Regions from separate parts of the Mus musculus genome. Here all the other regions are linked to region 7. The links are chromatin contacts, called in public promoter capture Hi-C and targeted proximity ligation maps. All regions are on one chromosome and are shown on one strand. The core of a region is the stretch at or near the end of the contact, and the rest is flanking DNA. Distances in the headings are between cores, read along the strand shown. Region 1 overlaps Sntb1 (syntrophin, basic 1). Region 2 overlaps Deptor (DEP domain containing MTOR-interacting protein). Region 3 holds the start of Taf2 (TATA-box binding protein associated factor 2). Region 4 overlaps Deptor (DEP domain containing MTOR-interacting protein). Region 5 overlaps Sntb1 (syntrophin, basic 1). Region 6 overlaps Deptor (DEP domain containing MTOR-interacting protein). Region 7 holds the start of Mtbp (Mdm2, transformed 3T3 cell double minute p53 binding protein).

Evidence for each region. Promoter capture Hi-C pulls out the DNA fragments that hold promoters and counts their contacts.
Region 1: a promoter capture Hi-C map of the HPC-7 cell line shows a contact between it and region 7, with 2.6 times the contacts expected there. A contact is called at or near these places in 11 of 39 promoter capture datasets (the 3T3-L1 cell line, 3T3-L1-derived adipocytes, the C10 cell line and 6 more), 2 of 484 Hi-C or Micro-C datasets (CD4 T cells and embryonic stem cells), 3 of 130 datasets of targeted methods (CD8 T cells, embryonic stem cells and memory CD8 T cells) and 3 of 9 other capture datasets (adipose tissue, liver and macrophages).
Region 2: a targeted proximity ligation map of pancreatic cancer cells shows a contact between it and region 7. A contact is called at or near these places in 1 of 39 promoter capture datasets (macrophages), 6 of 130 datasets of targeted methods (the NIH/3T3 cell line, the SCID.adh cell line, bone marrow-derived macrophages and 3 more) and 2 of 9 other capture datasets (adipose tissue and liver).
Region 3: a contact with region 7 is called in a targeted proximity ligation map of the SCID.adh cell line, with 33 read pairs. A contact is called at or near these places in 19 of 39 promoter capture datasets (the C10 cell line, the HPC-7 cell line, HPC-7-derived erythroid cells and 14 more), 4 of 484 Hi-C or Micro-C datasets (the G1E-ER4 cell line, bone marrow-derived macrophages, germinal center B cells and 1 more), 30 of 130 datasets of targeted methods (the 230-238 cell line, DN3 thymocytes, the SCID.adh cell line and 16 more) and 3 of 9 other capture datasets (adipose tissue, liver and macrophages).
Region 4: a contact with region 7 is called in a promoter capture Hi-C map of liver, with 3 times the contacts expected there. A contact is called at or near these places in 8 of 39 promoter capture datasets (the 3T3-L1 cell line, 3T3-L1-derived adipocytes, the HPC-7 cell line and 5 more), 6 of 130 datasets of targeted methods (the SCID.adh cell line, bone marrow-derived macrophages, embryonic stem cells and 2 more) and 2 of 9 other capture datasets (adipose tissue and embryonic stem cells).
Region 5: a promoter capture Hi-C map of liver shows a contact between it and region 7. A contact is called at or near these places in 6 of 39 promoter capture datasets (the C10 cell line, the HPC-7 cell line, cranial neural crest and 2 more), 4 of 484 Hi-C or Micro-C datasets (cerebral cortex, embryonic stem cells, myocytes and 1 more), 4 of 130 datasets of targeted methods (bone marrow-derived macrophages, embryonic stem cells and stem cell-derived neural progenitor cells) and 2 of 9 other capture datasets (adipose tissue and liver).
Region 6: a promoter capture Hi-C map of liver shows a contact between it and region 7, with 2.3 times the contacts expected there. A contact is called at or near these places in 2 of 39 promoter capture datasets (liver and pre-B cells), 5 of 130 datasets of targeted methods (the SCID.adh cell line, bone marrow-derived macrophages, fibro-adipogenic progenitors and 2 more) and 3 of 9 other capture datasets (adipose tissue, liver and pancreatic islet).

Annotation. Positions count from the first base shown.
Region 1 is chr15:55,862,524-55,865,605 of GRCm38.p6, reverse strand. All of the region lies in intron 1 of Sntb1 (syntrophin, basic 1), which reads left to right. Among named protein-coding and RNA genes, the nearest start is that of Sntb1, 43 kb to the left of the region's middle.
Region 2 is chr15:55,244,545-55,247,762 of GRCm38.p6, reverse strand. All of the region lies in intron 8 of Deptor (DEP domain containing MTOR-interacting protein), which reads right to left. Among named protein-coding and RNA genes, the nearest start is that of Gm26296, 16 kb to the left of the region's middle.
Region 3 is chr15:55,070,807-55,073,644 of GRCm38.p6, reverse strand. Taf2 (TATA-box binding protein associated factor 2) reads left to right here and starts at 1,493. Exons shown (of 26, transcript NM_001081288.1): 1 at 1,493-1,798; 2 at 2,198-2,252. The coding sequence starts at 1,716.
Region 4 is chr15:55,151,763-55,154,728 of GRCm38.p6, reverse strand. Deptor (DEP domain containing MTOR-interacting protein) reads right to left here. Exons shown (of 9, transcript NM_145470.3): 3 at 2,818-2,941. Among named protein-coding and RNA genes, the nearest start is that of Gm9920, 40 kb to the right of the region's middle.
Region 5 is chr15:55,882,935-55,886,036 of GRCm38.p6, reverse strand. The region is part of intron 1 of Sntb1 (syntrophin, basic 1); the gene reads left to right. Among named protein-coding and RNA genes, the nearest start is that of Sntb1, 22 kb to the left of the region's middle.
Region 6 is chr15:55,223,143-55,226,389 of GRCm38.p6, reverse strand. All of the region lies in intron 8 of Deptor (DEP domain containing MTOR-interacting protein), which reads right to left. Among named protein-coding and RNA genes, the nearest start is that of Gm26296, 38 kb to the left of the region's middle.
Region 7 is chr15:55,555,829-55,558,862 of GRCm38.p6, reverse strand. It overlaps Mtbp (Mdm2, transformed 3T3 cell double minute p53 binding protein), which reads right to left and starts at 1,455. Exons shown (of 22, transcript NM_134092.3): 1 at 1,126-1,455; 2 at 282-362. The coding sequence starts at 1,243. Mrpl13 (mitochondrial ribosomal protein L13) reads left to right here and starts at 1,551. Exons shown (of 7, transcript NM_026759.3): 1 at 1,551-1,605. The coding sequence starts at 1,579.

The DNA of each region.
Region 1 (3,082 bases), core at 271-2,770, 310 kb before region 7:
TCACCTTGCCTATGAAGAACAATTTGGATCCCAAGGTGGAACCAACCTCCTAGCTGCCATTTTCTCGGAGACTTAGTGGGCTAACCATTTCCCTGAGTATTCCAGGAAGATAGCATCCTTATTCTGCAATCCTTCCTATGCATCTGACAGAGAGCTATCATCAGCACACAGCACTTAGAACATAGGTGTGTGTAGCTAGAGATGGCCCAGACTCATAATGTCTAAATATCAACAAACAAACAAACAAACCGAACCAAAACAAACAAACAAACAAACCCCACTGGGGCTGTAGAGAGAGATGGAGCTTTGGAGCTTGGTTCAGTCTCAGGGCTACTGTTATCTGTGTACTAATGACCTCCAGTTTTCTCATCTATGCATACTGTTGATATATGAGTACCTTGTATTCACATTGTAGTTATTTTTATAAAGTATTATTCAATAAATATTATCAGTCTTCATTAGTATCCTGTTAGGATTAAATTCTGCTTTGTTTTAAATTAAATTTTGTTTTGTTTCTATCAAGCCTAAATGCTCACCAGTACCCAGAACACAGACCAGGGTTGTGGCATATAAACAAAGAAAACCAGCAAGCCATCTGTCCCCAAAGGCCATAACTGGAGTGCCACCAAAACATGGAGAGGACTATTAATGAAATCATATTAGGCAATAAGGCTAAAAGCAGTCTACACTGTCTCTTGAACCAGGGACTAAACAGAATATATGGCATTGGATTTGGCCAGCCAACAGCCTGTGAGTGAACAGTGGCTGGATCTGAAAATCAAGAAACTCGTCCAGTCCTCAAATCCAAACAATTGCCTTCTTTCATGCAGGTAACAAGAGGTGACAGCACAGGGTTCAGCCCGGATGCACAGCCTTTCACTGTCTGCTGTCCCTCTTTTCATCCTGATGCGGGCATAAAGGAAGTGGGTTTCCTGTCTGGTTCCATCCTGGTAATCATTTTGACTGCTTTGCAGAACTGCCACCCCAGTGAAGTGCACTGTGCTGGACCTACAATTGGCTGGAAACAGCAAGGCTTTTGTTAGTGAATAGAACAGTGGTGACAGGAAGGACATCCACAGAAACACTGAGTCCCAGGCCAGCTCCTGCTCTCAGAGTGCTCTCTTGTGTACCTCTTGAAATCCAGTTTTTAACCTATAAAATACAGCCAGGGCACACAGAATACTCAAATGCTGCCCTTTGGGATCCATAGTCATTGAGGCTTCTGATCAGTAGTGCTGTTTCAGTGGTAGAAAGCTTCAGAGAAGTTGAGGGAAACAGGTTGGTTTTTGAAAATGCATCAGACTTATTCTCAGCAAAGAACCATGTCAAATCTCTTTCAATGACTTTACTTTTATTGAGAACCAGCAATCCATGAGCTAAAAGTCCATGGACTGCTGGAAGTCAGCCTTAATGTGATTTGTAACTTGAGTTACTATTTTGATAAGAAGAAATCCTTCTGTTGCAGGTGTCTGGCTGCTCCAACAAGCATCCTGTATCTACTCAAAACTGTAGTCAAAACAACTCAGAGTAGTGGATAAAGGTGTCTGGGAAGCAATGACTTAGAAAATCCAGGTTCATACCTACCTTATTAAGATTGCCATTCTGTGAATATGGAAGGGTCTAGAAGTGGACCTCTTCAATTAAAAAAAATACTAATATATTTAACTATTAGAGAAAATGTTCACAGGTTGGGAGCTATCAATCAAATGTTTGCTGTGCAAGTATGAGGAGCTGAGTTTTATCTGCAGAGCCCACATAAAATATCAGCCTTTTTATAAGATGTCTGCAATCCCAGGACCCAGGAGGTAGAAATAGGCAGAAGCCCGGGACCCACTGGCTAACTAACACAGCCTACTTGGCAAGTTCTAGGCCAGTAAGTACCCTAAAAAACAAGGTAAACAATCACCTAAGAAATGAAACACAAGGTTGGTCTCTGGCCTTCAGACATATATTCATTCATAGAGATAGATAGATAGATAGATAGATAGATAGATAGGTAGATGCCCATAACCCTCACACAGATATATAAATGAAGAAAGTGTTATAAGTTTTTTTAAACTTGTATGTGTGATCATAAATGATTAAAAGTGAAAGGGCCCTGGCTAGATATACCTCTAGGCCCTAACTTCCCTCTGTAGAGCAAGCTCTGTAGTTATCACCTTGTATGAGTCACAGCTTCCTGATTGCTACTGTGGGGACAGAAATGAAATTCTGGTGCTGTTAGGATCCAGTGAGGACAACTGGAATAGTGTTGAACCAGCTTAGAGAGTTTAAGGACAGAAGTCAGTTAGCTGTCAGTTATGTACCACTTCTAATGCACCATGTGGGGTTTTTTTTTTGTTTTTTTTTTGTTTTTTTTTTTTAACTTTTTTGCCTCTTGAGTTGAGCTGTGTTTATTGTCTGTGATAGCTGAAGGTGTGAGAAGCTAAGATTTTTCCACATGTCCTTGATTTTGTTTTATCTATTGCCTTGGATTTCCTGAGAGGCTATTTCATAAATAAGAACTGAGCCTTGAAATTCTTTTCGGCTCTCATCTGCTACTAACTGGGATTCGACTGCAGTGGTACAATGGTGAAGGAACAGGGGTTGATCACAAGCAACACGAAATCCTATTTATAAGTCCCATTTCTGGTGAGTTGGCCTTATTACAGATTCAAGGGCCTTTTGATGTCTCGTTTATAGTCGTCACTCATTTTTCTGTTCAGTTAATTAACTTTTATAGTTGTTCTTCATGATTTAAGGATATTACCTTCCTATTCAGTCAAATGTATTGCCTTGGACTATCTATTTCTCTTCTTGTCAGGATAAAATTTCTGACAAAAGCAACTTCAGAAAGGAATTATTTGGCTCGAAGATGGAAGTTCCAACCCAGCATGGCAGGAGTGCGGGTAGGGGAGGCATGGCGGGAGGAGGCTGGCCACATCACAGGGCAGTCAAGAACCCAAGAGAAATGATTGCTCATACCCAGCTCTAGTTCTCCCTTGTATCTGAACTAGGAACCCCTGCCTATTTAAGGTGCTGTTTCTCAACTCAGTTAACCCAGTCTAGAAACCCCCTCATGTGTATGCTCTGAGGTTCATTA
Region 2 (3,218 bases), core at 708-3,207, 310 kb after region 7:
AGTAATCTAGCACACTAGAGGTTGAGACAGGAAGACAGAAAGTCTGAGCCTATCCTGGGCTATGAAGGATGACTTTATCTCCAAAAAAAGGAAGGGGGGGGGTTAGGGAGCTAACCCTACTGTCTACATATAAGAAACAATTATTGTACCTTCTCTAATAGTTGAACTCAGGACCAGCCAGGTATACAGGGCAAATCTGAGGTCATACAGTGAGACCCTATCTCAAACTTAAAACCTAAACAGCAAAAAGTGTGTGTGTGTGTTGGGGGGGGGGGTGTTTGCTTTTTTTTTTCACCCCATTTTCCTTCTACTTATAATTATCCCAATTACACACTTTCAGAAATCAGGTTAGGAGCCGGAGAAATAGCTCACTGGGTAAAAGTGCTTGAGTGTTTGCTGCAAAGGAATGGACATCTGAGCTGAAAGGTCCAGCACCCAGGTGTGTAGGGGTGGTGCTGATGCTTTGATGGGGAATCTGCATGTGAACACTGAAGGTCCTGTTCCCCAGTTGGTTCTTGATAGATCAATAAAGATGCTAGCGGCCAATGGCTAGGCAGAACAGGTGGGACTTCGAGGTTCCTGTAGGCAGGCTAGCAGATGCAGAAGGAGAAAAGATTTCTCCATGCTTCAGAGGGAGCGAGAGTCACCAGCCATCTGAGATCTCGGGTAGAGTGGCCATTGGGCATTTCCCAACTGGGATAGCAAGCAGGAGACTAGAAATGCAACTAAAGCAGAGGGCAGATTTAGGGTGCTGAGCTAGTACTAAAGGTAAATGAGCAACAAAGTTGAGGGCAGAATTAGTGGTGTTGAGCTGGGAATGAAGATAAGGGCACATTAGCTGTGGGAGGCTTAGAAGTATCTTGCCATTGAGCCAAAAGCATATTAAAAATAAGTTTGTGTGTGTGTGTGTGTGTGTGTGTTTCACCCACAGATCCAGGGTGGCTCCTGGGTGGGGCTGGTAGTGTAAGGTCTGCCCAGAGCTTAAATTGGGGAAGTAAAAACTACATGTTACACAGGTAAAAGGTAGGTATGGTCTCACATGCCTACCTATAACTCCTCTATGGGGGAGGGGGAGACAGGAGAATGGGAAGGGAGAGAGAGAGAGAGAGAGAAAGAGGAGAAGGAATCCATTGAGCTCTAGGTTCCTTGAGAGACTCTGTCTCAAGAGGTAGTGGAAAATGACACAGCAAGACTTGCAGTATTTTTTTCTGATGTCTGCATACATGCATGTCAATCCTCTGTGGGTGCGCGTGCACACACACACACACACACAGGATAAGAATAATTCTCCCATTCTTCCATGTAACAAAGCAATCATTTCTCACCAATAACATAAACTGAGATGTTTCAAATCGTTTCCCAGAATAAAGAAAAAATGTCTTCAGAACCTTACTCATGCTTGTATCTATGGTGGTATTTTTAGAGTCCGGCTGTTGGAAAGACGTCACCTCTCCCTAAGAGGCCTCAATAACTGTGGTTCAAGCAGTTTCTGCATCCTTGCTTAAATGTTCTAAATGATGTAGCTCCACAGGTCCCACCATGTACCTGTGAGGTAGCCCATGGAGGTGGGCTTTTCAGTTAGCGCCTTTGGTACCCCATGCTTTCTTGGCAAATCAACACACATTACAAGTAACAGCAGGAAGCACATAGCCTGGAGGGAAATTAGTTCTCTTTGCTAAAAAGCACACCCGCATAAACACACAGAAGGTATGACTGGTGCTGGCTGGACAGGTCACTTTAGGAATATAATTTCTCCCCACTGGGCTGGAGGCTTAGCTGTCCACCTCCTGGAAGTGACTGGTGAAGCAGTCATGCTTTTCTTTCACTTGTATATATCTTTAACAGACATACCTGTTTGCCAAGATTATATTGCAGTTGACTCATTCCCTCAGTTGTGGGTGTGTGTTTGCATGTGTATAGAAGTCAGAGGTTGATGTCACGTATCTTCCTCAATCACTCTCTACCTTACTGCTTTTGACACAGGGGAACCCTCAGTGAATCTGGAGCTCAATGACTCAGTAGATTGGCTGGGTAGTGAGTCAGGGAGTCCATCTCCACCTCTCTAGAGCTGGGATTGCAGGCACACTACTCCGCCTGGCTTTTGCACGGGTACTGGAGATCCTAACTTGAGCGTTTTATCCTATCTCCCTAGACCCTCTCTTCTTATTTGGAGACAGAGTCTCATGTGGCCCAGGGTTTGAATTCACAGTAGAGCGGAGGCTGTCCTTGAACTGAGAATCCTTGTCCCTTCAGTTGGGATCGAATCCAGAGCTTCACACATGCCAGGCAAATAACAGTACCCAGTGAGCTTGACCTTCATTTCCTCAGTTCTAAGGAAAACAATCAACTTTATCACCCACAGGGACATAGGGCTCTGACCTCCAAACGAGGGGACAGGATCGCATGCTTATTAATGAAGACTGGGAACAAAACCTTCCTGTGACACATGAAGCAGAGATTAGGGCGTAGTTCCGAGCAAACAGGCTTAGGGAGGGAAGTCTCATGCAACAACACTGGTGGTTAAAGAGTTAGCAGGATGAAGGAGGTAGCACCCAGTACATGTCAGGGCGTCACCAAGTTGCCATGAACCCCCAGGCAGAACTCCAGTCGTCCTTCTGATGGAAAGCCAAGTGAAGTAAGACATCCTGTCTCTTCATTCCTCTCTCCTCACCAGGCCTGGCAGACATGCCAGACCGATGGAATGTCCCTGGGACTGTGTGACTCTGCACATGCTCACATATGGTGGGAGCCTACCACAGTCACTCACACATGGTGGGAGCCTACCACAGCAGAAGCAGGGGTGGGGGTGGGGGTGGGGTGTGAGGGTGAGACCTAGGAGAAACACAACACCTTGGTGCACCAGTTCAGAGCCCAGAAATCTGCACTCACCCATCTCACTGAATGTGCAGCCCAGAAGTGTTGCATTCAAACAAACGGCCTCCTGACTGATCAGGAGAAAGGTAAGCAGACATGGATGGGAAAGAGTCTGAGGCTGGAGAGATGGCTTGGCTGTGAAGACTACTGACCTGGCTACTCTTCAAGGGAATCTGGGTTCAGTTCCCAGGACCCACGTGGGAGTTCACAACCATCCGTAAGTCCAGTCCCAGAGGACCTGATGCTCTCTGCTGGCCTCCTCTGATATTATATGTATATGGTGCGCAGCCATACGTGCAGTGTATCACCCACATATATAAAATAAAAACAAAATCTCAAGGAAA
Region 3 (2,838 bases), core at 244-2,743, 490 kb after region 7:
TCTATCTTTTTTTTTAAAGTTTATTTATTATTTATTTTTTATGTATATGAATACACTGTAGCTGTATTGATGGTTGTGAGCTGTCATGTGGTTGCTGGGAATTTGAATTTAGGACCTCTGTTCGCTCTGGTTGACCTCTCTCACTTCAGCTTGGCCCTGCTCACTCCTGCTTAAAGATTTATTTATTATTATATGTAAGTACACTGTAGCTGTCTTCAGACACCCTAGAAGAGGGCATCAGATCTCATTACAGATGGTTGTGAGCCACCATGTGGTTGCTGGGATTTGAACTCAGGACCTTCGGAAGAGCAGTCAGTGCTCTTAACCGCTGAGCCATCTCTCCAGCCCTCTTTTTTTTTTTTTTAAATATTTATTTATTTATCTATCTATTTATTTATTTATTATATGTAAGTACACTGTAGCTGTCTTCAGACACTCCAGAAGAGAGCATCAGATTTTGTTATGGATGGTTGTGAGCCACCATGTGGTTGCTGGGGTTTGAACTCAGGACCTTTGGAAGAGCTGTCGGTGCTCTTAACCACTGAGGTATCTCACCAGCCCCCCCAGTCTATCTTTAAAACAACAGTTTCCACTGGGTATGATTATCACTGCACTTCATTCACCTGCATTTCTGAGAAGATTGCAACTTGGAACAAGCCTACTGCTACCTTGAGGGAATTGTAAAAAATTATAAGTCTGACGATGGTCCCAGCAAATGAGAACGCTTGAGGAAGTGGTCCTGCATAAAGATTGTGTAAGCCATTTATGAGCTCTGCCTTTACTTTGTGTGGGTTTAATAAATAAATGTTCATTGGGAAAAACGAAGTCTAGTTTTGGAAGGTTTAATAAAGTTATGGCTTTATTTTCCTAATTGGTTTTGTTTAGACGAAAAGTTCAAATTAATTTAAAGTCAGCTAACGACCTTGTCAGGAGTAAAAAAGATAGGTGGAGTGAAATCTGTGCAGGTGGGAAAATGTTAATGGACAATACTCTAACGGAATTAACGGACATTGGTTTGCATCTTTAACCCTCAAGAATAGAAAATCCACAGCTTCAAAAATGTCAAAAAGAAAATCTGTTAATTCATAAGACAAATACGGAGGCCATGGGACTTCTGGCTTGAGAGTTCCCTGCGGTCTGATTACACATTTGGAGTTTAAACCACAAGGTCCAAATGGGTGAGTTTGTTCTTGACAGCAATGGTTTCGGGACCATTACTAGGTCCTAGTCCCTCGCCCCTTCCATCCCTTCTTGTCTTCCACAAGCACGATTCGCCTAACACTTAACGTCCCTTCCTTCCTTCCCCATCTTCCTTTTCTCACCCAGTAAATCTTCCCTCTGCTCTCTTAATTTTAGAAATAGTTTTGAGACAAAGGAGAAAAGCCAGACGAGAAATCCCAAACTTATCGTGCAAACCCCGCCCACTCACGCCCGGACAAGACTTCCGGGTTCTGCCTCCGCGGCCGCGCCACTTCCTCTGACGTCACCGGTCAGAGGTGACCGGCAAGATGTCCGCAGGCGGCGGCGGCCGCTTAGAGCTCCTGTAGCGCGGCTCATCTGTGTGACAGGGGCCGGGCGGAGGCGGCTGAGAGTGGTCGGGGAGGGGACAGGAGGCGGAGGACGGGTGGCTAGGCGCTCCGGGTGCACGGGCCGCTACCGGGAATGCGCTGCAGCGCCCCGTGCAGCCTGAAAGGCGAGCCCCGCAGGAGCTCTTCATGCCGCCCACCGGCTTAGAGTCCTCCAGGATGAACAGGAAGAAAGGAGACAAGGGCTTCGAAAGCCCACGGCCGTACAAATTATAAGTACCTTTCCCCTACTCCGTTTCTCGCCCTGCTCTGATTTTGTTTTCATTGATTCTGTGAGTGACTTGATGAGTCCGGGAAACTAGTGGGAAATTAGAGCCCACTCCAGGGGACATGATGTTTGTAGGGTGAAACGGTTTTGAATAATTGTTCAGCATACTCCTTCCCCGCCCACGGGCTCATAAACCTTTCTTAAAGTACCGCTATATTTTTTTGTCAAGACAAACCTTTTCATGGCTGTTGCTCGATTTAAAATAAGCAGGTTACTCATTTTGTAGAATTCGAAGACAAACTACTGTGTGGTTTTTGAGCGGCTCAGTATATAGTCCCTATTCGTACTTAGATTTATGCTTTCATATAATAATAGTCGTTTCTTTCTTTTTTTTTATATATACAACCCATCAGGTCGTCTGTATCAACAACATAAACTTCCAGCGAAAATCAGTTGTGGTAAGATCACTCCCGGTCATCATAAGTCAGCCTTTCACAGTTCTTGGGGGGGATTCTATAGTCTTCCAGATTATATGGTGCCCCAGAATAAGACATAAGAATTCAAGTCTAGTTTGCTATACATGCTGTTCTCTGTTCTCCCCACCTTTTCCCATTTCCTGATTAAAATGTTCAAATATGCTAAGTATATTGTGCAATAGGAAGTCTTTATAGTCAAACACCTTCACATTGTGCATTAGACAGGACAGCCTGTAGTCATAGCAGTCTTAGATTCAGCTGTTCATTTATGGAGTGTCATTTGGAATATTTGTCACACATTGCTATTTGGGGATAGAACGTGAAAACATTAGGGAGTATTTGTAATTTAAGTTTTTACTTCAGCAGTATAGGAAACTCATGATACCTCTCAGTGAAGCTTAGCATTATTAGAGTCAACGTGATTGATAGAATTATACTGTGTTAGTTGAATTGCTCTTGTCTATAAGACATTCCTTTTTTGTTGTTGTTGTTGTTTTGTTTTTTGTTTTTCAAGACAGGGTTTCTCTGTATAGCCCTGGCTGTCCTAGAACTCACTCTGTAGACCAGG
Region 4 (2,966 bases), core at 64-2,563, 400 kb after region 7:
CCATCTTCTGCAATGTTCCCCGAGTCTTAGGTGCAGAGTGTTTTGTAGACATATTGCATTGGGACTGGGCTTCACAACTCTGCATTTTGATTGGTTGTGGGTGTTCTGTAGTGGTCTCCATCTATTACAAAGAGAAGTGTTCTTGATGAGGGGTAAGAACTACACTTACTTACCTGTGGGTATAAGGACAAGTGTTTATACATTATAGTTAGGGACTATGCTGGCTTAGCAAGTTAGTGATTGTTGATTTTCCTCCAATATCCCTGACTTCACTAGCACCGAGTAGTTACTTACCTAGGCTCCTAGCGCCAGGCATGGTTTCCCTCTTGTGAGAACATTAGAGAGCTACTGGTTACTGCTAAGGGACGTTTGCCCCCACTGCACTCTTAGGCTGGGGTGCCATGCTGGTTGTTGATGAGGTTCATTGGCATCATAGTTGGGTAAGACTGCTCGTGGTTTGCCTCCCTCCTTTGGAAGTTTGCATGGTGCCTTCTGGTACCATGAAAGCCCATCCACACGAAGGAGGCATTCCAGGCCAGATCCACATCAGGTCTTATTAGCAGAACACCAGGGATACTGGCACCAAAGTAGGATCTCATACTTATGTCTGTCTGTAGATCCTGGTACTGAAAATTCTCTATCTTGACAACTTACAAATCCTCGGCCACATTTTATAGTAAGAGGTATTCTGGAGTAAATGTTTATTTAATATATTTAATCTCTATGAAGAGAAATAAGAAGGATTTAGGACTCATTGCTAGTTGAGTGACAACAATGCCAGGGTTTGGCTGCAAAGTGCAGCTGTGATTGATTAGTGGACTTTAGACAGCTTTCCCTGCCTGCCACACCCTCTCCCCCACTGTGAAACAGGGACAACAACAACAACATCTAAATCAGCCATGCTGCAGTAATTCAATAACCTCTACTAGTCAAGCTTTGCAATAAGTTATTCTGCAATCAATAAATTCCTACTATTATTATCTTAAAATAAGAATAATAAAAGGAACACATAATCTTGTAAGACCTTCATGTTGTAAATGTTAAAAATACCCCAAAGAAGTATTCTGGAGAAAATACTGTAGGAAAAAAAATCCCTTTAATTATTAAAAAAAAAATAGATAAACAAAGTCTCTGACTAGATAACCAACTCTTCACTTTTAATGTTATTAAAGTATCTAAAACTTACACAATAATACCTGTCCTGAAAGTCATAGAAAGATCACTCAAAAACCAAGGAAAATGCATACAATGGAAGAGTCCATTTCAAACGGCCCAAAATGTGTCCCAAACATCCAGCAACCAAAAGCAGTGGCCAAGGTTTATGAGACCGTAGCTGGGTCACTTAAGGTTAAATACATATTAAATTTCTTTTTCCCAGTGCTAATTTCGCAAGGAATTTGGAGAAATACATTTACTTGGAATTTGAGGCCACTGAGTTATTAATAACTACAAAGTATATAGCAGGCATAGAGTCCTGGAATATTGATGAATTCACACACACACACACACACACACACACACACACACACACCCAACCAAACAAACAAACAAATAAACAAAAAAACCTAACGATACAAAACACCAAAGCCACACTCCCTCTTCCTCGTTGGTCTTACACATGCTAGGTAAATGTGTGCATCTGAGATACATCCCTGGTCCCTATTCATGATTCTCGTCAAATATTTACCATATCACTGGCAAAGCACAGGTGGTCTTGGGTGGAAGGGATACAAAGAAGGCAGGAGTATCAGTGGTAGGGTACATGAAGCATGAGCAAGGCCCATGTTCACGACCAAAATTGAGCCTAAGCCCTTAATCCTCTTGTTCTTTTGTCTGACTTCCTAGGCCTTCACTGTAACACCTACACCCACCTACTATGGAGAGGGAGATGCTTGTATCATCTTTTATGTGACAAATAGGAATTTTCACGACGTCCAAAGCCTTGCAAGACAACCAGATTAAGGAATGGCATTGCTTTGGCAGTCCAGTCTCAAAATGTTGCCCTGAATAAAATTAAAGATGGTAGGAAAAGCTAGAGGCGAAAGAAAAGCAGACTAGCTTGGAGATAAACCCCTTGGGAGACTCCAGACCTGCCAACCCAGTAGTCCTAAGCTGTATATGGTATGTTTTAGGTATATGGTATGTTTTTGCTTCCTGAAAGCTGAAATACTGTCCTCACAGATCCTGCTCCTTGAAGGGCGCTCAGCACTAACTACCTGACATGACCCTAACATTTCCCCTGGGCACAGCACATATGACTGACTCCAGATTCTACAACAGTCTCATTTACCCAATAAGGAAAAGATCATGGGCATCTCTTGATGGAAAACATCAAACAGTGCCCTTCTGTTTTCACTTCTGGAGTTTTGTTCAATTGTCTTAAGAATAGGGAATATGATTTTGATAAAGTGTTTTATGGATCTTCTGAAACTAACTTTTAATTTTTGGCAACTCGAGAAGCGACTATGTGACAGAAACCTCCTCCCATTAAAAGGAACAGTTATGTAACCCACCCACATGAAGAACCACGCTGAGGTCGACATGGGAAGAGGCAGACAGATGGGCGGCTGAAGCTCAGTTGATAGGCCATGTGCCTGGCATGCATAAAGCCCAGGGTTCTATCCTCAGCACCACATACACAATGATGTGCAGCTGTAATCTCAGCAGACAGAGCCAGGAGGGTCAGAAATTCAAGGTTATCCTATGAGAACACAGGCCTGGGATACAGCCTACCATCCTTTCTCAAAATAAATAAGTAACCAAGCCAAAGAACAGCACCCGCTTCCGTTTCCCGAGTCAACATGGCAGTGGACTTACTTTTCATAGAGCCTCTGTCCTCTCATGAAGGCCTTCACCTCACTGTCCAGTGCAAAGGTCCCATCATCCTTCCTAAAGCGGTAGAAGAGTTTTACATCCTTGAATTCCTTGTGCTCATCACACACTGAAACACAGCACACACAGAGAGG
Region 5 (3,102 bases), core at 272-2,771, 330 kb before region 7:
TGGAAAAGCAAATTGCATTTTAAATTTTTATGTTGGTTTTCCCACATGAGGGAGGCCCGCAGACTTGTTCAGTCATACAGTTAAAACAGAGGAGACACCTAAAATGTCTACCTGAGGCTTCAACTTTTGAGTGTGTCTATTGAGTGAATATTTTCTATGTTGTTGCGTGAGAACCTGTTAAATAACATTTTTCCATTTATAGCATAGCTTCATATGCGTGATATACCTCATAATATACCATAGCTATACATACTTTTCATATTTATTTGCAATTATTATTGCATCCTATAAAAGTGTCCTAGAGAGTACATTCATTAATGAGATAAAGTTATAATTAGCATTACCCAGTTAATTTAACAGAGGATTTAAAAGGGAGAAATTAGTTCCTAAAACATAAATCTTTGTTATCCACCTAATTTAGCTGTCAATGGGATATAGTCCCAACAGCAAATAATTTCAGTTGTCACTGTAAATCTTTAGGGGCAACATTTCAAGGATTTGGTTATCACTAGGTGTTATGGAATGAGTTGTGCCCAATCCCTAAGTAATATATTGAACTCTGATTCCCTAGTCCCTCAAAAGTTAAACTTAATTGGATGAAGGATTTCTGTAAATGCCGTTAGTTAACATCTTTCTAGACTAGACTATGCCCTTAATCCAATATTACTTATGTGAAGAAGAGATTTGAACTGTGGACGTTCAGGGATGGATACCATGTGAATACATGACTAAGAGAAGATGATGAGTCTTATGCTAGTTATGGGAGGATGCCCTGTGCCCATAGTCTCTGCCAGGGAAGTAGCCCAGTGGACAACCTGCTTGTGCTTCTAGCTGACAGAGCTAGGAAACTATGCATTCCTGTCGATCTGACACTGCTTTGTGATACTTTGCTATCCTAACCATAGAAACAGATACCCCTGACCAAGTCACCACACCAATGAATAGTATAACCATGTATAGGCTGGGGGCCTCTGACCTCTACCTCCCTGAAATAGACTTTCACTTTGGAAATTTCAAGTCCTGTTCATCATTTGCATTGGACTTTCATACAGTCTAGGGAGATTCCATTGCAGTACAATACACATCCAGAAGGGCCTGTAGAATTGACCATAAGTCCCTGGATGAGAATGCATCCAGTCTCTGATCTTTGAAATTCAGAATAAATCACAGATCTAGTAGTGCTGCCACATTCACATTCCCTCTTTTGGTCCTTGCCCCTTGGCTTTGGTAACCCCCTCGACTTATCGCTCAACTTGTTTGTTTGGAAAGTGGAAGAGAAGAGATTCTACAGTTTGTGATGCTGTGATTCTAAATTTAACATTTCTGCAATCAGTGACGAGTTAAGGCATATGTTAGGAACGTTTAGTCTGTCCTTTTTCCTTTCCACTGTCATCCATCAGCAGGTTTAAAACACAAAGCGTGCTCTGCAGCCTCAGCTGCTGGACCTCACCCTCTCTCCTCAGTCTCTGGTTCATTTCTCAAAGGAAACCACTTTGAACAGTTTCCATATTTAGCTCTTCCTGTAGTTACCACCGTCACTTTAATAATGTGCTTAGGCTACATTTCCTTGATCAACCCTAGACATTATCTCCTTGCTCTCTAACACTTGCTACTTTTAAGGGAAGAACCACTGACTCAGCAGACGTGGCTGATAGCCTGCAGGTCAACAGGTCCTATTCAGAGCACCATTCACCGTGGATATGGATCGAGCAAAGAGATTTGGCTTCAAAGGGAAGCTGGGATTAAATATTTCTGCTGGGCACAACACCAGGCAGGAAGAACTTTGCTTTAGTTAGTCAGGCTCACATTGGACCTGCATAGTTATCTCCTCGCTCTCTCTCTCTCCCTCTCTCTCTCTCTCTCTCTCTGTATATATATATATATATATATGTTTATAAGTATAGATAGATATTATATACATATATAATTATAGATAGATGTATCATATATACACATATATATGTATACAATTATAGATGTAGATATAGGTATATAATTATAGATAGATAGATCATATATATAATTATATACATATATATGTATGTATATGTATATATATATATATATGGAGAGGGAGAGAGATAGACACAGAGAGAGAGACAGAGACAGAGAGAGACAGAGAAAGAGAGAGAGAGAGAGAGAGAGAGAGATGGGTAGACAGGCAGATGTCATGGACACTCCTGAATGTATGATCCAGGCAATCCTTAAGATTCCCCCAACCCAAACCATCATTCCCTCTCTTGGTACACATTCCTCTTCTCAGCACCTCTCTGCTGGGTGACAGATTTACACTCTCTCCATCTTCACAGCCAGTGAGCTGCACTCTAGGTCTTTCTCTGATCACCTGAGCATGGTTTTCAAATCTGTAGGTGTTTCTCTATACCCAAGCCCAAGTCCTATTCAAGTATGCTCTACACATGGAGGTCAGAGGTCAACCTGGAATGTCATGCCTCAGGAACTATCCACCTTGGTTTTTGAGACAGGATCGTACCGTGACTTGGAGCTTGCTGTTTAGGCCAGACTGGCTTGTCACATCCAAAGAATCATGACTGTCTTACACACAGTCTCTCTCCTGCTCCCTCCACTTTCCCCTCTCGCTCCCTCCCCCTCCCTCCTCCTCCCTCTCTCTGCAATTTCACCAGTGTGCCACCACACCTGACTTCTTACATCAGTTCTAGGAATCTAACTCAGGTCTTCATGCTTATTTGGCAAGAACTTTACTCGGTGAGCTCTCTTCCTGACCACATTTTACCTCTGTATTTTTATGGTTTCCATTTGACCAGGACAGTTTTACATAATAGAAGGTATTATTCTGTCATTTGCTTGCCCTTCAATTTCTTTGATAAGAGTTCTCATGACTATCTGGATACAACCAAAGCTTAAAGTCCTGACACCTACCCTTTCTTTTTGAAGTGGCCCCAGTGTTTTCCTCAGTGCAGTATACCCAGAGCCCACATGGAAGCAGACATGCACAGAAACTTGATGAATAAGTGCATCATGAATAAATGAACTGACTGAATGGATGGATGAGCCAATATCTCAACAGGTATTGAACCTGCCAGACATGCGCATGTCTCCTACTGACAGGAAAGCTATTTTCTT
Region 6 (3,247 bases), core at 505-3,004, 330 kb after region 7:
ACAAAAAAAGACTACAACCATGATGGTCACCTTTCCTCTCAGGACTACATAGAGAGAACCATTCCTGAATCTTCCAGACAGGTTCTTCCCCTTCCCCGAGGCTGGCCTCGAACTCAGAGATCCGCCTGCCTCTGCCTCCCCAGTGCTGGGATTAAAGGCGTGCATCACCATGCCCGGCTCTTCTAGCCTCTTTCTAGTCTCAGGAAAAAGGAGTTCAGGATTGAAGAAAGCTTCAGATCAGATTTATTTTAAACTTTTTATTAACATGAATCTATCACTTCTCTAAAATGCACCTCATCAGTGTTATGTTCTTGAAGAGTATAGTATTATATGGGGTATTGCCTCTTGGGAACCTGCCAACACATTCACTCTGAGGAGAAGGAAGGAGGGGCAGTATATCTGTTATGGTTGGGAACGGGTCTATGTACGTGACCTCCCCCTCCAGCCCCGAAGAAGATGCCATATATATGTCATCAGCAAAGACAAGTCAGAGAGAAATGAAGTCAGTTGCCTGAAGTTACCAAGTCACAAGGATCCCACTGGCTTTAAAAATCTAATGACAAAAAAAAAAAAAAAAAAAAAGAAAGAAAAAAAGAAAAAAGAAAAAAAAGAATCCCATCACGAGTTGCCACTGGTGGAGGGGTCGACGGAAGAAAAGCATTAGGGATGTGGAGTGACAGACATGTCCTATGATCTACGTGGCACATGTGGTGAAGTAGGACATTTTAAAATTTGTTCTTGACACAAGGTCTCACAAAGTTCAAGCTGGTCTTGAATTCACTGTGTGGCCAAGAATGACTTCGCTTCTGATCTTCCTGCCTCTATTTCCCAAGTGCTGGGATCATAGGCCAGACCCAGATGAGCTGTTTGAATTCTTTATAGATGTTTTAGTTATTGTTGAGTTTTGGGGTTTTTCCCATGTATTGTAATGCTAAATATCCCACCCCCCCAGGCCTATGGCAAATTGTAATCCAGGGTTATTGATGGGGAAGTAGATTCCAATAGCTTAGAGGGTAGATATCTGCCCAGCTCCAGTGCTGATTAAGGCTTATTATAATAATAAAAGTTAGTTGTGTGTCTTCTGTCTAGGAACTGAATGATCAAAGTCAGGGTAGATTCCTCCAATTGAGATTAAATAATTCCAACAACAAGTTAAGTTTTAATTTGTATTTACCTCCTTATTTATGAAACTGTATTGGTGACTTTTACTTTGTTGTAAAAACAATTACCCAATAGAAACAACTTACAAGATTAATTTTGGCGCATAGATTCTGAGAGTTCAGGTCCACGGTCACTTGTGTTGGTCACATGAGCTTAGACACAACATTGTTGCCAAGGGGAATATGGGGCAAAGGTAAACACCTTACTTTCTCTGTGACTCAGAAGCAGAGAAAAGGGACGTGCGTGTTCTAAAGACACAATCTTTGACACAGATGTCTCGAGTTCACAGCCACACATTGATCTGATTTCTGCTCATTCTTTAGACCTTGGCTCAATTCTTCTCTCCTCAGGGAAGCCCTCCTTTCACCCCCTTCCCACCCTGTAAAAAGTGCCAGCACTCTCTTTCCTTTAGTGGTAGGATCTCAGAGACACATAATTATATATGTATGTGACTTACATGTAATCAGTTATATGTACACATAATTATATATCCAATCCTGGATAAGTTGCCTAATGTCTTCTCTGCTCACCTGTCAATCCCATGATGGCCCAGTGTGACAAGCAGGCCAGGGCAGCAATCAGTAGCTACTGATTGAAAAACAAACTATTTGAGAGCTCTTTCAGAGCCCAGGGAGGTTTTTTTTCCTATCTGCTTTGGTGGTCACTCTACGCTGACTGGGTAGGAATCTGGTCTCTCTTGTCCTGAGAGGAAAGTTCCAAGCAACATACATGGGAAAGGAAGACTAATGAGGAGGATTTTGGAAATGTTTTCTCTAGATGAAAGGAAGGTTTCTTGCAGTGCAGAAGGAGGCAATGCCATTCACTTGGTACTGTGACTCAGGTAGTTGTTTTTATATAAACATACAAAGAAACAAACAAGGGGAGGAAGTAAGCCAACATCCATCAACTCAGCACAGCAGGAAACAAGAAAAGGAGCCAGGAGTCTAGAAGTGCCTGTGAGACTTGGCATAGGCCAGCAGGAACACTCAAGTGCTGATTCTCACAGATCTAATTATTCTCGAAAGAAGGGAGGGAGGGAGGGGGAGAGAGAGAGAGAGAGAGAGAGAGAGAGAGGGAGAGAGAGAAGACCTTGGACTTCTCTGGTTCTGTCTTTGTAAGAATGGCACAAGTCTGAGGGAGCCTGAAGGTTGAATGGTTTGCTCTAACAAGGGCTTGATACAAGGGCTTGATTAAACAAACAAAAGGGAGTGTTTTGGAGTGTTCCCTTGGGTGACCCTGTAAGATCTAGTTCTGGTCCAAGTGAGAGGCTGAAGCCAAGAACAAGTTATTTATTTGATCTTCTTCAAACCAATCCAGGTGAGCATGTGACCATTCTCATCCCCCCCCCCCCTCTCTCCCTCTCCTGCTCCCGCTCCCCCTGTGTGTGTGTGTGTCTGTCTGTTTTTCTTTCTCCTTGCTCTTTCCCTTTCTGTCTCTGTCCTTTTGGTTTTTCAAGACAGGGTTTCTCTGTATAGCCCTGGATGTCCTGGACCTCATTCTGTAGACCAGGCTGGCCTGGAACTCATAGAGATCCAAATGCCTCTGCTTCTCTTGTGCCGGGACCAAAGGTGTTCAACACTACCCTCAGCTATAGCACGTGACCATTCTATAAACATGTTTGAAAAGAATATAAATTCCCTTCTGTAGGAGACATGCAAGGTTATGCACCCTTAAGTACTTCACCACACATTTAATGACCTACTGGGACTTACCAATTACTGTGCTCTGCCTCAACAGTTTCTATATCTTGAAATAACATCTTTGTTCTAACTTAGGCAACATAATAAATAGTATCCTGGCTACCCTGGAGTAGATAAGTAAAACTCTGTCTCAAAACAGCAGCAGCAGCAGCAACAACAACCACCAACATCACCAGCAGCATGATAATTTGAATCTAGCCCTGACATTTATATGCTGAGTGACACTGGGAAAGGGATTAACTGGGTCCTTATCTCCTCAGTTATAAAGTAGGGAGGTTTTTTTCCAAACATCCTCATAAGAGGTTGGAAAAATCAAAGAGATCATGGCTATAAAATATCTGAAGCCATGATGCAAATGCTAAGTACCCAAATTCTGATGTAGATAA
Region 7 (3,034 bases), core at 206-2,705:
GAGAGCAAGGGTTATATGGAAGCAAAACTCTCACAATGGGAACCCAGAATAACTTTTATAAAAACTTACAACATTCAAATATCAGGAAGGAATAGTAATGTAGTTGAGGTTTTCTTTAAGATACCCCCATAGCCCTGTGCCTCTCAAGTCAACAAGTCTTTCTTGTACTCCTAGGTTATCAAACTGACTGATTTCCAAAAAAATGCTGTGTCAGACTTTGGGGGTGGGGGGTGGTGGTGGATAGGAGAGGAATTTCATTACCATTACACTTCTGTACTTACCAGGGAATGTACTGTCATCTGGATGGATTGAATCGCTGATGCTTCTCTTCAAGAGGTGATAAATATTGGTTGCGGTCAAATCTATAAAAATAAAGACCTGACTCAGTCATCTAACTCAAGAGTTAACATAATCTAGGGCCTGTTTCCATTTCACTATCAGAGGATCTGAAGGCCAGTAAGTTGTAGACAGAATACATGTTGACCAAGTCTATTCAAGTGCTGACACCGCAGAGAAAACAGCCAAGTCTCCTCATTTGTATATGCTAATCAGTAACAAGAAATCAAAACTTCCTTCCAAAAGAAGTATATACGAACTATATACATTTCTTCCTAAAAATGTCTGCTTAATCAAAACAAGGAAAACGTAATATTGAGATTAGTCAAGTACGCCAAAAAAGCAATGCAGCTAAAATCTTTTAAAGCTGGTCATTTCTCTTTTTTTAGTGTGGAATGTTTCCTTCATAGAATGTAAAACTCAGATCTGCAGAACCTATCATTTCTTTCTGTGCTTTCTTCAAGGTGGTAGGAACGCCAAGGGACACTTCTTTCTGCAAGCATACCTTCCCTAAAAGCAAAAATTCGATGACTATGCCACCAGAAGATTCAACCAGGCAAATATTCAGTTCACCAAGCACTTGGGACACTGGCATCTAATACCCACAACTTTATATCTTTTCCATTGACATACTACTGCTCAGTTCTTATAGAAACTACTTCAGAGAGTTAGTTGCACGTTCCCGGGACCATTCGACCTATGCGCCTCCCTCCGGGATTTCATCAGAAACTCAAATCCTTCGCTTCCCCGCCGCCGGTCGTTCCCGCCTCTTCTCCGCCCAGAGCTTACCGGGCTGTTTGTCGGTGCTCTCCAGGGATGTCGCCTCAGTGCCAGGCTCGATCTCCCCACCCGCCACGGATCGAAACTTCCCTTCCCTCCAGGTGACCAGCAGCAAGTACCGATCCATCCTCTTCGCGCCCGGACTCAGTGTTAGGTCTCAAAAGAGCCGCGCGCAACGTGCACTTCCGGTTTCCTGCCGCTCAGGTTGGCTGCAAAATAATGTCCTACGTCGGTTTTCCCGCCAATTATTGTGGGAAATTATTCTCTCAGGAGCCACACTCTCTGCTCCTCTCATAACGAAACCGCTACCGGCGGGGACCCGAGTGTGGCGGGGAAGCAGATGAGCGCACGCGACGGCAGTAGGAACCTTCATGCTCGGGTGTCTGTGTTTCCCGCCGGACCCGTGGTGCTGGTTCCCCGGCGGGGCGGGTGCAAAGTAAAGGACGCCGCGGGTCGGAGAGCATGTCCAGCTTCTCTAGGGCGCCCCAGGTGAGTTTGCGCGTTTCGGGCAGGATAGTGTGCTCAGTACGCTGGCGAAAATGAAGAGCAGTGTTCACAGGGATTTAGTGCAGAAGCTGAGCTTTCAGGGAAGCTGACACCCGTACCCAAGAAATGCTTTAGGAGTCACTTACCAGAGGGTTGTGAGTCTGCCTACCACTTGATATCTTTGTTTTGGCTCCTTTCTCTCCTCAGTCTGCCCCTTTCGTGTCTTTTGTTCCTTGCGGAAAGAGAGCTAAAGTGAAATAATAGGTTGAATGACGTGGGGCAGTAAAAACCACTAAAAGATGTTTATTTTTGTTTAGTACAGTAGGGGAGGGGGAAGGGAAGGTGTGGAGCTGTAGCTGATGTAGCGTAGCATGCCTGGGTTCCATCCCCAACACCGCATAAACCTGGAATTATGGTGCACGCATGTTATCCTAGCACTTGGGAGGTGGAGGGAGAAAGATCCGAAGTTCAAGGCCAGCCTTCTCCGATACTTAGTGAGCTTGAAGTCAAGCCTGCGCTGCTTAAGACTGTTTATAAAGAATGAAGACCTGTTGTAGAGTTTTGACCTAGAAGTCTTAGGCATCAGAAGGATCAAGCAAGCACTCAAGCCGCCAGGTGGAAGATAAACTGTTCACAGATGGGAGATCTTTGAAGGGCTAAAGGGAGAATTCAGTTAGAATTCTATTTTAGTGTACCACACAAAATACTCATTTTACAAGTCAGGCTGAAACATTGGAGTTCTAAGAAGTCCACAATATATATTAAAGATTTGAATGTGGGTGTAAAGAGAAACAAGAATAACTTTTAAGAATTCTGGTTTGGGCAACCGGAAGGCTGACTCATAGGGAATACTGAAACTGAAGCAGATTCTAGATAGAAGAGAAAGAATTAGTTTCTGATATGTTAATCCAAGACAACTCCTAGCCTAACACTACTTGAAGTACATTTCCTTTAAATGTAGTTGTTACCTGTCTATAATCAGGTAAATAACAGATGTGAATATTTAAAACTTTGACAGCAAGTTGACATGTGGCAGTATTTCTATTATTTATCAAGCTTTTTTAAAGTATTAGTTCACATGGAATGTGGTAAACTTGTCTTTTGCGTATGCATAGGCTAGTTTAAAATTTAGGATAACTAATATGAAACCACAAGCTTATAAGTGTATTTTTCTAGCATATAATCCTTGTGTATATGCATATGAAAGTACCTGGACAAGATCTTTCTGGAATAGAGATAATTTCCTTAGTTTGGAGGCATTGAAGACAGTGATTTTATCAGATGACCTAAAGATGTCTTGGAAGACAGGCCTGTAATACCAGCTATTCTAGAGAATGAAGTGGGGATAGTTGTAATTTCAAGCCTTTGGCGGGTACAGGGTGAACTCGAGGCTAAGCTGAGTAACTTGGTGAGACTCTTGTCTCAAAAGCAT